Regions from separate parts of the Mus musculus genome. Here region 1 is linked to region 2. The links are chromatin contacts, called in public HiChIP or PLAC-seq maps. All regions are on one chromosome and are shown on one strand. The core of a region is the stretch at or near the end of the contact, and the rest is flanking DNA. Distances in the headings are between cores, read along the strand shown.

Region 1 (3,080 bases), core at 41-2,540, 89 kb after region 2:
AGCCTCATAGCTAGCTGCATCCCCATTGCTGGGATTAAAGCTGTGTTTCACAGCACCCAGCTGTTTATTTCATATTGTAAATACTTTTTAGGTTTGATCATAAGTTTGTCTTTCTAGTCTGCTCTGTGTGTGTGTGTGTGTGTGTGTGTGTGTGTGTGTGTGTATGTGTGTGTGTGTGTGTGTGAGAGAGAGAGAGAGAGAGAGAGAGAGAGAGAGAGAGAGAGAGAGAATGGACATACCAAGTATTTTAATCATGTGCAGCCATTATCACTATCCTCTTGGTCTTTATAGCGGATTTCTACTTTAACCTACAGTAACATCATTCAGTTGGTCTTTGGCAGGTTGTTTAAATCTGGTGACTCCAAGATGCTGCCTGTGTCTTAGGATAGAGCGAGAGCTGAGTGAGGCGGTGAAAGGAATGCACTCGCTCTCTCACCCTGCCCTTGTCCTCTCTATCTCTAGCTGGTGCTGAGATGTTCAGTTTTTACAGCCTCCATTCTTCCTCACAATCGTTATTATTGCCATTTTTTTGTCTAATTTTCAGGAAGAAATATATAAGTATTGGAACAAGCCTTTATTTACTTATTTGAAAGCTAATGTATAAAATCCAGATTCCTCCTTTGCATCACCCACTGTTAGTCACTGGTAAGAGCACGTTAGGATGGCCAGATATTCACAGAGAAACCTGTCCTGGAAAAAAAAGGAACTGTGTTAATCTTTGAATACTTCTGTGCCCACCTAACTGCCTGTAAATTCCTTTGCTGTATATAATATACTCAGGTATCTTGCATTATTTATACACGTCTCTTGAAGTTGTAATCAAGAGTGATGCATACATACTTTTACATAGGCACAGTATATATAAATATATACTTAATTCCCCTTTCTGCAGTAGCATAGCACATTGAAATAGACTAAGTTCTTAGGACCATAGGGATCACAAGATAAATAATGCTTTGATTCAGCTACAAAAGAAAGATTATGAAGTAGGAATCTAGAAATTTGAAGTATAAAGTATTTATTACTAATTATCTACTTTCTAACTTCTTAGCCATGAAAATAAAAGTAGTTGTGCTATTATACAAAGATTTGGCTTTGTTTATGACCATATGAAACTACAATAGTATTCTAAAGTTGGGTGTTCCAGGACTCATGGCTCAGCTGGTAACAGCACTGTTGCCAAGCCTGGTGGCCTGAATGGAATCCCCAGAACCCACATGGTGGAAGGAGAGGGCTGACTGCTGCGGCTGTCCTCTGAGCTCCACATGTGCACCGCACAAACCCAGTGTCCCTGCAGAATAAACAGAGGAAATGATGTTGGCACGGGAGAGGTGACTCAGCAGAGAGCTGTCACTTGAGAGCAGGATTTCTTGGCAAGCCTGGGCAACATTGTGAGGGCTCTCCGCCCCCCCCCCCCAACCTCCTGAAAAAGTTGACAAAAGAACAGAACTGTCAGAAGAACAGAACTGTCAGCTTCTTTGAATCAAACCAGTTTTTAGCTTTTTCATTGACAGTGTAGAGAAATGTGAACTCTTAGGAAATACTATTTTTCTTCTTGATATATTTTTTTGAGATTGCAGTTTAATTTCACATTTCTCCCAAACCTTCCTGTATTTCCCTCTCTCCTCTTCTTCAAAGTTATAGCTTCTTTTTTCATTAATTGCTATTACATGCATGTATATTTGTATGTACATATATATCCTAAATATAACCCATTAAACCCATATGTTACTTATGTTCATATTTCCATGAAGGCATATGAATACTAACGAGTTCTCATCTTCAGACAAGATGATAAAGCAAGTGTATTTAGAAACTAGGAGTGAGAACGGAAACTTGGAAGTTATTGAGACTTTATTGCTCAAGTGCTTGAAAGGTATTTAAACTAAAAGACTAACCCAGCATGTTTGTAACTTCATCAGCTAGTAACTGCATTCTTACTATGCTCATTTTCATAGCACTGAAATCTTTTCACTTCTGTATCATAGCTGTTATTATTTGGTGTTTTTAAATCTGCATCTTACCACAGAATATTGTCAGGTTTCACTAATGGTAAAAATATGTACAAACTACAACTAATCCATGGGAATAAGAATTCTAAGATGTTTGCAACAATTCTGTACTCTCGTTACTCAGAGTGGAAACAAGAATTGTGTTTATGTTATACAGCTTCCTCGGTTGCTAGTGAGTGTGACTTTCTATTATGTAGCCTGTGTCAATTAAAAAAAAAGTTGGGGTGACGTAATGTTAGAAGCTTTATGGCTGAGCTGTTATATGCTCAGTGGTAGACTGTAGAGTACTTAGTCTGTGTGAGGCCCTTGCTTTGCTCTCTAGAATCACAAGAAAGAAAAGGAAAAAAAGAAAAGAATACAAGTTGTAGCACATTAAAAAAAATGCTGAAAATGTAAAAAATACTTGAATCTTTCTATTAGCAGACTTATATTTCAACTTAAAAATTATTAGAAGGAAGAATTCTCTATTGATAGCAATAGTACTTAGGTATAATATAATTGATGGCTATTCACATATCTATTCACAGATGTGTTAGAGTATGAATTGGCAAGTGTCCCCAATACACTCGCCAGGATTGAGGAGGTTCTGAAATGAACAGCGTTGTTTCTTTGTAAGCTACTCTGATTTGATTTGGTTTTGGTGGTATTGTTTTTGTTTCCTTTGATTTTTGTTTGAGACAGTATTTCCCTGTATAGCTGAGGCTGTCCTCAGAGTTGCTGTAATTCCCCTGCCTCAGCCTCTTGAATGCTGGAATTACAGATGTGTGCCACCACACCCAGCTTTTGTTTTAAAATGATGGAAATTACTAATGATAATTGACCAGTTACTTAAAAATATTAAACCTGAGTTTTCAAAGTTCTTTTCTCTGAAATATGGAAACTGTCCTTTTATCCCTTCAGTTGAAAAGCTGAGAGGAAGGAGATTGGGAGTTTTTGAGATGTTAACAAGAATGTTTATTTTCAAAGAAGAAACAGAAGTAGAGGAAATTATTTTCTAATGTTTCCATAATGAAGTCACCTTATAACTTACCTTACCTTAAATTATTTCTGTTTTAGTTTGAATAGTTT
Region 2 (3,077 bases), core at 219-2,718:
CTATGCAGCAAGCACCTTTACCCTCTGAGCCATATAGCCAACATACAGTCACTTTAGTTTCTGAGACAGCATCTCTCACTGAACCTGAAGTTTGTGATTTGGCTAGACTGGCTGGCCAGCAAGCCCTAGGGAGCCTCCATACTGCTTCTCCATTGCTAGATGATAGGCATGCACGACCACCTCTGACTCCCCCATCCCCCCATCCCCGGCCCCTGATTGAACTCAAGTCATAGACACACTTACCAAATGAGCCGTCTCCCTCTTTTCCTCCTCCTCTTCTCACCTCTTCCTCTTGTATAGCATTTTATGTAGCCCACGCTAGCTTTGAATTCAGTGTGTAGCCACGAATGACTTTGAACTCCCGGTCTCTGCCTTCTAAGGGCTGGGATTATACATGTGAGCCACACACCCGGTTGTTTTAGTTCTTCGGAGCTGAAGCTCATGTTAATGATGCTCTGACCTGTAAGGAACCATTTTAGCATTGACAAGGAACACCGGTGGCATCTGACCAGCAGCAAGGGGCTAGCTTGGCTACTCAGGACCTGAGGCTAGGCACTGGGTGGGGAGTCAGAATCCCTGCCTTCTTGGCTCTCCAAGACAGACTTGGCGCCATGTCTCACCATAAGACAGACTTTCCTCTCTTTCGGCTTCATTTTTCCTTGATGTTTAGGAGGGGGCTTTGGGTCAGCTGATACCTGAGGGGTCTGCTATCCATAGACAGCGTCTATCATGGAGCCTGGCTGACCTCCTGAGTGCTATGCAGAAGGAAACCAAAACAAGGGGTTCTCTCATTTGCGTACATGGAAGTCCTCACCTGACTCATGCTCTCACACCAAATTCACTTGGCTTCTACCCCAGCTGCCCACACCTCTTCACCCTCTCTTCCTACCGGGAACTCACTTGCAGCTGAACTCTAGCTCAAGGGCTTGAGAAATTTCCTCCTTCCTCCAGCCCTGTGGTTCTGGGCTCCCAGGGGTTTCTTGGGCCCAGTTCTTCTTGCTCACCAGGGATTCCCTGCCCAGTCTTAATGACCAAAGCTATGCTTCCAGCTCCCTCTCCTCATCTAGTGGCTTCTCCCTCCCCCACCTCTCTCTCCCCTACAGAGGTATATGCGCTGGTGTGTTCATTCACACAAGCTCTTGGGCAGTCTCCGGTGCAGACTGCTCTCTGTCTGTCATCCATCCTTTCCCTTGTCCCTCCCTGAATCTCCTCTCTGTATTCTCTCATTCCTCCCATGCGCTCCTGTTTACATCAGCCGTTCTCCCTCCCTCTACCCCTCTCGCCTTCTCCCCTCCTTTCTGACTCTCTTTCCCTCTCCTCGTGCCAACTGTTTGTTGCTTCTTTTGGTTCTCTCTGTGTGTCTCTCTGTGTCTCTGTGTGTCTCCCTCTCCTCCCCCACCCCGCCCCTTTCCACACCCCCTGTCTGACACCCTCTCTGTCCTTTGCTTGCTCTGCAGGAAACCTCTGCAGTACTGAGTCTGGCTGGCTCAGTCCGTGTGGAGGTTCCTGTGGCATCTGGTGGAGGGGCCCTGGGTCACTGTGTTTCCTCCCAGGGGTGACTTGGCAGTGCTTTGCTCTGTTTCCTCACTTCTGCAATTGCCAGGCCACAACACAGAGGCTCGAGCTGAGGCTTGGACCAGGAGGGAGCAGAGCCTACGGCTGAGCTCCTCCTACAGGTAAGGAGGGTCCCAGCCCTGGCTGGGCAAAGGAGAACCCTACACAGGTCTCCTCAGGAGGCCAGAGTCATGCCTCCAGGTCATACTAAGGTAGATGGGTGGCTGGATTTTAAAAGAACCATCTGGCATCTTTCTCAGGCCAGGCTTAATATTCAAGAAGAGCTTTATGGCTGTGCGACAGGCCAAAGCCAGGGCTACACACATGCTTGGCCACTAGCCCTTGTTTTACGTTTTATTTGCTTATTGTGTGTATATGTATGTGTCACGGTGCACATGTGTGGGTCAAAGGGCAGCTTGTGACGGTCTGTTCTCTCCTTCTTCCATGTGGGGCCTGGGGATTGGCTTCACTTCTCGGGCTTAGCAGCAGATGCCTCTACCTACTGAGCTATCTCACCATCCCTGACTTTTATTTTACATCGAGGTCTTACACACTGCCGAGGTTGGCTTTGAACTCACTGTGTAGCACAGGCAACCTTGGATTATTGTATGTGTATACAAGTACGAATGCTCACTGTGTGCATGCCTGGCGCCTTGGGGTTCAGAAGAGGGGGTCAGATCTCTGGAACTGGAGTTCGGAGATGATTGTGAGCCACTGTGTGGATGCTGGGAACAAAACCTGGGTCCTTTCCAAGAGTGTCCAGGGCGCTTAATCCCTGTGCCATCTCTCCATCCTCTAGTCTTAGTCCTTAACCCTCTCTCAGCCTTCTGAGTGGTAGGTATTTCTGGCCTGTGATCAGGTGCTGGGACACTCCAAGGGAACCCCTCTTTTCTGAGAGTGAGATGGAGCCATCTTAGCCTTAACTTCTGGGAGGCGATGGTGAGGACGGGAGGCAAGGGCTTAGAGGTCTGTGAGCAGACCTCCATTTGCTTTATTAGCTGTGTGACTTTGGAGAAGTTATACACCTTCTCTGTGTATAATCAATGTCATCTCCCCAGCAGACTTTCCTGGGAGGCTGAGCTAAAGTGTCTGGGATGGAGCTAGGTCCCCGGGACCACACCCACTGCAGAGGATGTTGATAACTGGGTGGCTGGTACAAAGGTCCACAAAAGGTTGCCACGTTAAATCTCAGGTGTTGGGGACAAAGGCCAGTGTGGTACTGGCTATCTCTCCCTTGCAGGAAGTCTTGGGGTGATGCCGACAAACCAGAGCTGCTGGCCGAAGACTTGGGGGATACTGAGGGATAAAGGACTCATAGCTCTCTCATTTGCGGCTTGACAGAGCACTAGAATGCGCTCCAGATGGTCAGTGAGCTGGGGTGGGGGATGGTGACTGCCAGAGAAGAGGGAATCCTTTCCTCTGCACACCCAGCCAGAGAGAAAAGGAGATGACTGGCCGTCTGTGTCTGCCATTTTGCTTATAATCTGCGGCGACCTTGGGCCATTGAGTAGTCTCGATTTTCT

What was found. HiChIP or PLAC-seq counts read pairs in DNA pulled down with a chosen protein or histone mark.
Region 1: an H3K27ac HiChIP or PLAC-seq map of the HPC-7 cell line shows a contact between it and region 2, with 7 times the contacts expected there. The contact joins the enhancer-like site here to the promoter of Ptafr in region 2. A contact is called at or near these places in 13 of 39 promoter capture datasets (HPC-7-derived erythroid cells, the SN4741 cell line, embryonic stem cells and 8 more), 1 of 15 datasets of contacts at CTCF or cohesin (CD8 T cells), 6 of 484 Hi-C or Micro-C datasets (the HPC-5 cell line, bone marrow-derived macrophages, embryonic fibroblasts and 2 more), 8 of 115 datasets of contacts at active chromatin or transcription factors (the HPC-7 cell line, bone marrow-derived macrophages, embryonic stem cells and 2 more) and 4 of 9 other capture datasets (adipose tissue, embryonic stem cells, liver and 1 more).

What each region holds. Positions count from the first base shown.
Region 1 is chr4:132,651,756-132,654,835 of GRCm38.p6, forward strand. All of the region lies in intron 1 of Eya3 (EYA transcriptional coactivator and phosphatase 3), which reads left to right. Among named protein-coding and RNA genes, the nearest start is that of Eya3, 14 kb to the left of the region's middle. Within about 2 kb of position 1,291, at least 99 of the 459 cell types and tissues checked have an H3K27ac peak or open chromatin away from gene starts, as enhancers often do. A contact at or near this core is called in the HPC-7 cell line, the SN4741 cell line, adipose tissue and 4 more, where this site is marked.
Region 2 is chr4:132,562,599-132,565,675 of GRCm38.p6, forward strand. Ptafr (platelet-activating factor receptor) reads left to right here and starts at 1,469. Exons shown (of 2, transcript NM_001081211.2): 1 at 1,469-1,676.